Linked DNA regions of Mustela erminea: region 2 is linked to region 1. Evidence: chromatin contacts called from public Hi-C data. All regions are on one chromosome and are shown on one strand. Each heading gives the region's core, a stretch centred on a gene start, on an enhancer-like site or on the middle of the called end of the contact. The rest is flanking DNA. Distances are from core to core; before and after follow the strand shown. Region 1 overlaps MAML3 (mastermind-like protein 3). Region 2 holds the start of SCOC (short coiled-coil protein).

Evidence for each region. Hi-C and Micro-C count contacts between places; a contact is called where the count stands out from the background.
Region 2: a contact with region 1 is called in a Hi-C map of spleen, with 2.5 times the contacts expected there. The contact joins the promoter of SCOC here to the enhancer-like site in region 1. A contact is called at or near these places in 2 of 3 Hi-C or Micro-C datasets (fibroblasts and spleen).

Annotation. Positions count from the first base shown.
Region 1 is chr2:93,787,183-93,792,113 of mMusErm1.Pri, reverse strand. The region is part of intron 2 of MAML3 (mastermind-like protein 3); the gene reads left to right. Among named protein-coding and RNA genes, the nearest start is that of MGST2, 43 kb to the right of the region's middle. Within about 2 kb of position 3,018, the one cell type or tissue checked has open chromatin away from gene starts, as enhancers often do. A contact at or near this core is called in fibroblasts, where this site is marked.
Region 2 is chr2:94,360,645-94,365,793 of mMusErm1.Pri, reverse strand. SCOC (short coiled-coil protein) reads right to left here and starts at 2,185. Exons shown (of 5, transcript XM_032333460.1): 1 at 2,138-2,185; 2 at 1,980-2,136. The coding sequence starts at 2,170. LOC116584746 (a long non-coding RNA gene) reads left to right here and starts at 2,242. Exons shown (of 3, transcript XR_004283313.1): 1 at 2,242-2,429.

The DNA.
Region 1 (4,931 bases), core at 1,769-4,268:
GGTCCAGAGGGCCAGCCACTGGGCCTATGATGGAACTATGTTCCTACCCAGACCTGGTGGGTTCATCTAACATAAACTGCTCCTTCTTTAAGGTTGAACGAAGAACTTTGCTGAACCCATGTAGCAGGCTTACCACTGTGCCTCAAGTCACTGCCATTTCAGTGATAAGTTTCCTAAATTGGTAAACTGCCTCAAAACTTAATCTTCATGGGGACACAACCATCACAGATCAGAAAACAAACATTTTATCCAAACTTCTTCAATGATATGCAGAAACAGAGGGTTATATGGGATGGGCCTTGTTGGGGCTCTGCTGGCAATATATTGTAAGCAACTCTTCACACCCACAGTGAAAAATTATTCTGGACAAGGACAAAGAAAATCTAAAAGGAGCCACCATCCTGAAACCAAGCGTCTGCCCTGACACTTGATCAACTTCAAAGAGAATTCTAAGGTTTTATTTTATTTTGTTTCTTCCTTCCACTTACGGTTGAATGGTCTAATCTTATGCCCTTTCTTTAAATGTCAAAGTTGATACCACAAAGGCATCCTAATTTTGGGTATCAAGCAACATATAAAAAATGATGCATATTTTTATGCTCTTTCAGCCTCGCCCTTTGATCCCTGTAGAGATTCTACCTTTTTATTCTATGCCCATTCCTCTCTACCCCCTACCCCCTTCCCACTTCTCTTTACTCCACAGCACTCTTGGGTGGTCTGCTCAATTTAGACCAGATGTATGTTATAGTCAATGGAAAAGTGAGAATCCCAAGGACACCACCACCAGCTGTGGGTCATCAGACAATTTCCTTAACCTTTCAAAGACTTGGGTTTTTTTAATCAACCAAATGTGTTTAATTATGCAAGTGAAGGCATCCAGTAGGTGCCCTCTAAGTGTCACTGGTCTTCTTCCATCATTGCTTCTGGTCTCTGTGTTTGAAGAACATTTCCCAACAGAGGGAACTCTCCTCAAAGCTCTCCATAGTTCTGTCTTGTATCAGACCAGGAGATGGGAAGTCCAGTTATGTCTGTGCTTCCTGCCTGAGCAAAGGAGTTCAGTGGCCTCACTCACCCCTTCCTCAATCTTGGCTGCTGCTCAGTGCCCCCAGCAGACTTGCAGGATGACTGGCCTTCCTGGAAGAATCGTGACTGTGGGGTCCTTCCAGAATTCCTTATTCTTTACATTGCATTACATCCTTTGCATTGCATGAGCAGCCCTCTGAAAGTTGAAGAGTTTTGTTCCAAATGCTGAAGAATTTGCAGTAAAAACCTAAACAAAGTCTGACTTGCTTTTGAAAGTGCAAGACTGCTTTTGCAATCTAAATCAGGGCCCAGAGAGCTCAGATGCCCCAGGAGTACTATTTGCGCTGTGATCCTCAAACTGTGGGGCATCATAAACATACCTGGAGGGCATGTTAAAGCACTTCCAGAGGTTCTGATTCAGTAGGCCCGGGGTGGGGCCTGAGAATTTGTATTTCTAACAAGCTCCTCTGTAATGCTAATGATGTAGATCTTGGAACCCCACTTTCAGAACCTCTGATTGAATTTAGCCCATTATTTAGCCCAAACTGGAAGTGGAAGAGGTGTGAGCATCTTCTTAACCATTTTCTTTCTGTATCTCACCTCCAAAGTTTCCACTGGTCAAGGGAGGAGTCTTATGAATATGATCTTCATTTGAGGAGGTGGGGCCTGAAACCGAGAGGTCAGATGACTTCCCACAGCCTCAGAATGCCCGTTCACCACCCTGAGCCTCTGGGAATCACAGCCAGACGCGTCCATCAGGCTGCAGTGGGTGTCGGATTCATCCTACGCTGCCCTCTGACACAGGACTGCTGAACTCTTTCCCACCAAGTGTGATGTTCTGCGTGAAACGTTAGCTTCCACCTTTGAAAAGACTTCCTTCTTCTGAAACTTAAAACTTGAATAGTGTCTTTGCAGGAAAAAGCCTCTAGATACTGGTGACGGGTTGGACATAGGAGCCTCTTGATATATAGAACTAGGCTGAATTCCGTTTGGGCTGGAGATTGATTTTTTTTTTTTTTTAATTCCTTGATCCAGTTCAGTGTGTGTGAAAAGCATAGATTTGTTTTTGGGGACATCCATTTTATTATTTTTACTTTTTCCTACATGAACAGCCCTCCCATCTCCTCGCCTGCCCTCCGCACCCATTTCCTTCCTGGCCCCGGCACGCACAGTGTGCGGGGAACCCGGGCAATGCGCCCCCGGAGCGCGCCCGGCTCACCCGCTCAGCAGCAGCGCACGCCGGCCGAGGGCCTCCGCGGCCCCGGTGCGACTCGCCTGCGCCCCGGGACCGCCGCGTCGGTTTCTTTGTTAGAGACGCCTGCGCTGAGACGTATCTTCGGGCCTGCCGCCCCACTCCTGACTTCTTAGAGCCCCCTAAGGACTTGTAAGCATATAGGATCGAGTCAAGAGGCTAAATTACGCCCCAGGGGACTTTTTAAGTAAAATCCTAAATTTCATTTAGGCTGTTCGTAGGCCATGTGATTGCAAAGACTCTGAGCCCGGGCCGCCCAGAGCGCCGCCCTCCCGCGCCGGCTTTGTGCAGCCTGGGCTGCGGGGAACTCTGCCCCTCTCGGACGGTCAGCCCCGGGGGCTGGTGTACGCCACTCGCCCTCCCCTCTCCGGGCGCCACCGCACCCCCACCCCCACCCCCATCTCCTCCCGCTCCCAGCCCTTCCGTTTCCTTCTCCGGCCTCCCCCACCCCGACCTGAAAGCTCCCTCCCCTCGGGCTGCAAGGAAAGTCGGTAATAAGAAACCAGTTCGGTGTCGGTCGGAGAGAGGGGGGAGATAACCCCAGAGATACACGGCAATGGAGAGAGAACTCATTTTGTGTAAAGAGGGCCTCGAGTCACCAGGGAATTCCTGGATTGTCTCAGGCTGTCGTGTGTGATGTCCATCACGCCGTGCGAACACCATCTGCTCGGTATTATGCTCTCAGTTGCCAGGCTACCTGCTGTACGCAGTAACACTTGACTGCCTGGCTCCACGTTCGCCGCGTCCGCCCAGACGCGCGGGGCGGGGGCCGGGGGGCGGCGCGGGGGGTGGGGGGAAGGAACAGGAGTCCTGATTAAGCCATCTGGGGGGCGGGGGGTGGGGGGGAGGAGAGCGCCGCGCGGGCGGAGCTGGGGCTGCCGGGCGGAGCGCCGGGCTGACACCACCATCTGCTGGGGCAGGCGGAGAACAGCAGCTGCTCCTTGTTCCTCCGACGAGGACCGCCTGGAAAAGGCTGAAGCCGGGGCCGTCCTCGAGGCCCCCCGCGCGCCCCCAAGTCCCGGCCCCGCGGCCCCCGTCTCTACGGGCAGCCTTTCGTGAGCCCCCTGCCCTGGAGCCGGCGCCCTTTGGGTTGGCCGCCAGCCACCCCGGCCCCTCTCACCCAAACACTACGCTTGTTCTTGAAAACACTTAAGAGAAATGAAGCTTCGCCACGCACAGATTTATAAATAAACAGCTGGCTGCTCTGGGGAGATATTTTTACCACAGCTGTTTTTTTTGTTTTGTTTTTTTTGAAGTAGAAAACTGCCTCTTCGGAGGAGGCAGGACGTTTTTTACACCTCCTACCTCTCTCCAGCCCTTGGAAAAATCGCTAAGATCTTTTCCCTGGAGAAGAAGCTAGGTAAAATGGGTTCATTGCTTCTGGTTTGTTCCCCTCCCTTTCTCTTACTGAAGAGTGCGAAGGTTTGGGGAGTAATGAGGGTCTACGTTAGCCAATTGCATTTCTAAGGGGAAGCTACTGGCAAGGCAAGGAGGTCGGTGGGCAGGGGGCGGGGTGGAGAACGAGCCGGTAATTAAAACTAAAAATACTGCATCATTTGGCTTCAAGGCATTACATTTCTCTGACGAAAGCTCAGCCTGGTTTTCTCTAATTGCACACGCAGTGTGTGTCCTCCTTAGAAACAAGAGCGGTGGCCTGAAATCCTGAAATTCGACAGACTATTGCTCATTAAGCCCTCTTAGACTGGAGGTTAAAAGCTGCCATGTAATATGAAACAGTTAATGGCCTCAGCCAGCTCCATTTGTAAGGCAAGCCTCACACTTTGGAATACACACTTGAGGCTGGGGCTCTAGGTGTCACTCACCCGCTGCTGAATGCATTAGAGCTTGTTGAGAAAGACCTAGATTCACCCATGTTTGATGTTTCATAGGGAAGGCAAGCCTTGAAAATGCACATGGCCCTCCCATCCCTAGGTCTGTAGGTCTTCTGCAAGAAACCCCAAGGCAAAGCCTTTGGGAGGGAATCATTTGGATAAATGCATAATCCTGGGAAGTAATAACCTAACTATCTCTTTGGGGAGTTTTCTTTTTCTCTCTCTCTCTCTCTCTCTCTCTTTTTTTTTTTTTTTTTTTTTTTTTTTTACCCACTGTGCTTTTGAGGTATTTCTTTTGCCCCAGGAAGACAGGGGCCAAAAGTGGCTGGGTGTATCTACATCACCATTTCATTTTCCTCTCCCTTACTTCCAGGGTGGAGAAAAGGCTAGGAAACCAACTCGTGACTACTTACCAGTTGTGAGCATGTGCCCCGGCTACCCAGGCCTGCTCACCCAGGAAGAGAATATCTCAGAGTGCCCAAAGATTAACAGGGCCAGCCCAAACCAGCCCTGTCCTAAAACTAGCTGAAGCAAACTTTATCTTCCCTTGGGTCACATTTTTTTCTAGCTTTCTCCTCCTTATCAAAATTTGGAAATATCAAATATACTGAAATACGCACGGGGTGGAGGGGGGACAAACAAAACCCTGTATTCTGTATTTTTGCTGATTGATTAACTGTTTCTACTTGAGTGTGAATTCATTTGTTAAAGTGTTAAGTCAATCAGCCATTTGTTTCTAAAGGTGGCAAGCAGCAGCTTTATCCCATTGGAAGAAAGGACTTGGAAACAGGAAGCAAATACTGGGGGGAAAGGGGGAGACTCTG
Region 2 (5,149 bases), core at 936-3,435, 570 kb before region 1:
TAAACGCTTTTCTCAAATTACAGTACGTTCTGGTGCCTATCTTCATCTGGCCTTGGTGGGGAGAAGAGAATCTAGAATTATTTTGATAGTATAAGTCCAGGAAGCAAAAAGTGCAGAGAGAACAAGAGTCAGGAAGTGTGACAAACATTAGGATGGATCCATTTTCCATGCCCACACTTCTGTGATCAAAGACTACTCTTTTACCAAAGGAGAACTCTACCTTCTCTTATAGTATCCTGAATAGTACCACTGTTAAGCAGTTTAGCACAGTGATAAAGGACATAAATTTATATTACCTGGATTTAAATCCTAGCTCTGCTATTTATAAGCTCTGAAATCTTGAGCAAGGTTAACATCTCAGCCTCAGTTTCCTTATCTGTAAAATGATAAAAGTATGTACCTCACATTTTTGTTTTAAGAATAAGTTGAAATGTACGGTACTTTCAATGATACCTCATAATGTTAGCTATTATCTCCTCTACCTTTTGGCTCTAACTCAGGCCACAAAAAGTTTTGGTAAAATCACCTGGTCTAGCCACTTCATTTTACAAACAAACAGAGACCAAATAATGGCTTACCCAAAATCACAAAAGTAGTCACTGACAGAGCCAAGACTACTAGGCTAGTTGTTTTCCATCACACCGCCACAGGAATGCTCACCTCTGAGACCTAAGATTTTGACTTTTTCCTGATACCCACCCAACTTGTTTGCATCTAAAACTGATTTTCATGTCATCCACTTATTAGTGAATAAGACTACTAAAATAATGTCATTGTTGATTAACATACTAAATGCTTCACATATATTATTAGTTCATCAAATCAACAGAAGGGCATTGTAATTTATATTCGTGGGTACTGTACCTCAGAAAGGCTACGTATCTGCCTTAGACTTCACAGCCAATTTTGTACCAAGATGCTGAAAGCAGGTCTAACTATGAAGTCCCTGTTTTTTCCATTGTATAATGGAAATACAGCCCTAATCTATGTGTGCCAAATATTTTTGCAGTCTTTGATGTTAAATTCCTTTGACATTTTACTAAGCAACTAAAGATAAATTTTATTCCATTCACGGCGCATCCACTTTCAACTTGGTCTGTCTGTTCAGGCCTGTTCAAGTTTTGCATTGTTCTGGCTAGATAAATCCAGTTTCAGATCCCACAGGATTAAGAAATTCACTGGCCAAAGGAGGACAGGAACGGAAGGTGGATCCCCAGAGAATGGCTAGCTATAGTGAATTTAATCGAGGAGTACAGCCACAGAATACACAAGCATAGCTTTGGATCATCAGGTACAGACAGCGCCGGGCACATAGCACAGCAGGTCCTTAACATTGTTACGTCATAGTAGTGGAATCGATACATTGTATAACAAAAGTCCTGCCTTTCCAAAGGCATCCTCTTTCTCCTTTTCAATCCTAACTCCCCAAAACTTGCTGGGCAGGATCCTTGAGGGAAGCCCAAGTAGAAACTAACCGGGAGCTCCTTTCGGCGCCAGGAAAGCTGTCGCCAGCCCTTATTTTACCGCTCGCTCGCCACCCTCCCCGCCTCGGCGTCCTCTCCTCCCACCTCCCGGGCTCTCCGCAGAGCAGCCACGGACTAGTCCCGGCGTGCCAGGCCCATCCTGCCCAAGCATCCCTCTGCAGTCCCAGTTCAGGGCGGGAGGCTGGACAGCGGCCTTCGACTCAGAAGAGGCGCGAGAAGGCGGCGGGGGGGTCCGCCTAACGGACGCGAGCAGCCCCTCCCCAAAGGAACCCAATAATAAGATGAGAAGAAGGTTACGCAGGGGCTCTGCAGGGAGTCAGGCCTGAAGCGCCCACCAAATGCCCGGGCCCGAAGCCGCTCTTCCTGGGCGCCTGGTGCGCCGGGCCGCGTCCAGCCCTCCCGCCCCCCATTCCACCCCACTCCCCAGGCGCTGTACCGGAGTCGCAACTCCAGTCGCCCGGGGCCAGGCCCTCCGCGGCCCTTGACAGCCCTCACCTGCCGTTGAAGGAGCCAGGAGTGGGAGGGAGCGGGAAGACGCCTCAGGCCCCAACTCTTGGACCAACCGGTATCGGCAGCTCCGCCCTCTGCGTCCACAGAGCCTGCGCCGTGTCGGGAGTCCCGCCCTGTCCCTCCCCGTCCCGCGCCGTGGCCCACCAATCCCCACTCAAGAAGACACGCCTGCGCATTAGCTGTACGACGCCCCAATCGTCCTTTGTCAAAGCCCCATGATCCACCTTTCGCCATAACAAAAGGACGTTGGCATCCAATCAGGATTGAGGCTGTTGTGGGCGGGTCCGATAAAAGCAACAGCCAATGACAGTACAGGAGCGAAGTTAAGCGTGAGAAAGCCAGTCCAAAGAAAGCCGCTCTTCAGTCTCAGCAGGGGTCGGAGAAATTGCGGTCAGAAAGCCAGTATGGAAAATTCTGACAGCTGTCAGGAAGGAGGTTGGTAAAGCGAAATGCTGGGGGAGAGGTAAATCATTCAAGTTTAAGAAAAGGGCATTTGTGGACATAATAGGTAAAGCCAGTGCAATACCGAGGTACCTCAATTCTAAAAGGAGACTTTTCCAACTTTTCTCACTTCCCAAATCGGAAAGTTCCTAAGTACACCCCTAGTGGATTGTTCCTCTCCTCATCCTTTCCAAACGATTATTAAATCCGTAGTGCACTTGACCATTTAAGGATATTTTAGCATTGAGAAAATACCTTAACAGTACTTTGGTATATAGAGCGTTTGCTCACCTTATCTCATTTTGATTCTCACAGTAACCCACAGAAAACAAATGAAGCTTAAGAGTAAATGCCTTGCTCGAGGTCATACATGCAGTATGAAATGCTGCTGCCAGGCTTTGGGATGTAATGCAATCTGGCTTGATAGCGTTCATTGGTATCTAGCACTTGACACAAAATGGCTTGGGTTTAGTATTTGTAGAGTACGAGGTAGTAATACTATATTGTTTTGGCTTTGGCACATTCTCCTGAGTTGTAGAGGAGAGCCTGTGTCTGCCTGTTTCTTGACTTTTTTCACTTCTGGTTCAGTTTGCTGATCTATTGCCTTAACCCTTTTAAGAAATATGTAAAAAATATTCCACTTAAGTATTAAGAACTATACATTTGGCTGGAACTATGATACATAATTTGAGAAAATTACTAGAATGCAACACAGGACCTAAATAAATGGAAAATAAGAAAGGCCCAGGGTCTATCCAGTAGGAATGTCAGAAAGAGAAACTAGAGAGAATGGTTGTGAGCCGTATCAAAGAATAATAACTAAGAATTGTTCAGGATTGTGGAATATTTGAACGCTCAGATTCAAGAAGCACTTACTCTTGAGCAGGTGTAAAATAAAGAATTCCATATGTGGTGGCGCCTGGGTGACTCAGTGGGTTAAGCCTCTGCCTTCCGCTCAGGTCATGATCTTGGGGTCCTGGGATCCAGCCCGGCATTGGGCTCTCTGCTTGGTGGGGAGCCTGCTTCCCCCTCTCTCTCTCTCTGCCTGCCTCTCTGTCTGCTTGTGACCTTTGTCTGTCGAATAAATAAATAAAATCTTAAAAAAAAAAAAAAGAATTCCATATGTGGACACATCCTGATGAAACTGCAGAACACCAAAGACTAAGAACTATTAAAAGCAACTTTTTTGTTGTTGTTAGAGTGGCTTTTTTTTCTTTTAGTTTTAAATAGAATAAAATATACATAACACAAAAAAATTATCATCTTAACTATCTTAAAGTGTACAGTTCAGTAGTGTTGAGTATATTCACATTGTCATTCAACCAATCTCCATAACACTTTTCATCTCGCAAACCTGAAACTCTATACCCATTAAAAAACAACTCCCCATTTAATCTCCCCTCAGCACCTGGCAACTGCAATACTTTTTGTCTCTACAAAACATGATGGCTTTAGGACCTCATGTAGGTGGTATCTCTTACAATATTTATCTTTTTGTGACTGACTTATTTCACTTAGCAAGACATCCTGATGCCTCATCCATATTGTAGTATGTGTCAGAATTTCCTTCCTTTTTAAGGCTGAATAACATTCCCTTGTATGTATATACCACATTTTATTTATTCATTCATCTGGTGATGGACACTTGGCTTGCTTCCAACCTTTAGCTATTGTGAATGCTACAATGTTAATGTGATGTGTGCAAGTATCTCTTTGAGACCCTGTCTTCAATTCTGTTCAGTGTATATCCAGAGTGGAATTGCTGGATCATATGGTAATTTGATCTATTTTAAAAGCAACTTTTTTTCCCTCTCTCTCTGCCTGCCTCTCTGCCTACCTGTGATCTCTGTCAAATAAATAAATAAATAAAATCTTTTTTTTTTAAAGCAACTTTTTAAAATGCGGTAATGACACAAGAATAGACAAAAAGAAAATTAGAGGGTAACTGTACCTGGAAGTTGGAATACACTAAATGTGTCTGATAAGAAGTAAGTGTTGGGCAGGTTGTGGAAAGGAACTATTCATGACTGCTGAACGTGTAAATCGTACAATTACTTTGTTGTTGCTGTGGGCTTTTGTTTGTTTGTTTTTGAGAGAAAGAGAGAGAGGAGAGGCAGACAGAGAGTGAGAGAGAGAATCCCAAGCAGGCTCCACATCCTGTACCAAACCCAGTGTGGGGGCACTTGATCCCAGGACCCAGAGATCATCATCTGAGTTGAAATCAAGAGTCAGACGCTCAGCCAACTGAACCACCCAGGCACCCTGGTATAATAACTTTGTTAATAGGCTATGGAAAAGACAACTGATGGTGGTTTTAGTTAGATTGGCTATTCACATAAAAAATGAAATTAGATTCTGACCTCCACTGCAAGTAAAACTGAATTCCAAATGAAGTAAATGTTCCCTCTCTCACTATCTCTTGCTGTCTATCTCTCATAAATAAATAAAATCTTAAAAAAAAAACTACTTGAATGAGCAATCATTAAAAATCCTGAAACAGAAGTTGAGAGTATAAGCAATATAATAGAAGCTGCAAATAAGAACCAAATGGAAACTTTGTAACTGAAAAAGAAAATAGCTGAAATATAAAACTATAAAAAATCAGCAGTAGGATGAAGAGGAAAGAGTTGGTGAACTTGAGGAAATCTCAGTAGAAATTATTCAGTCTTAACTACAGGGAGAAGAGTTGGCAAAAACCAATGAACCAACCTCAG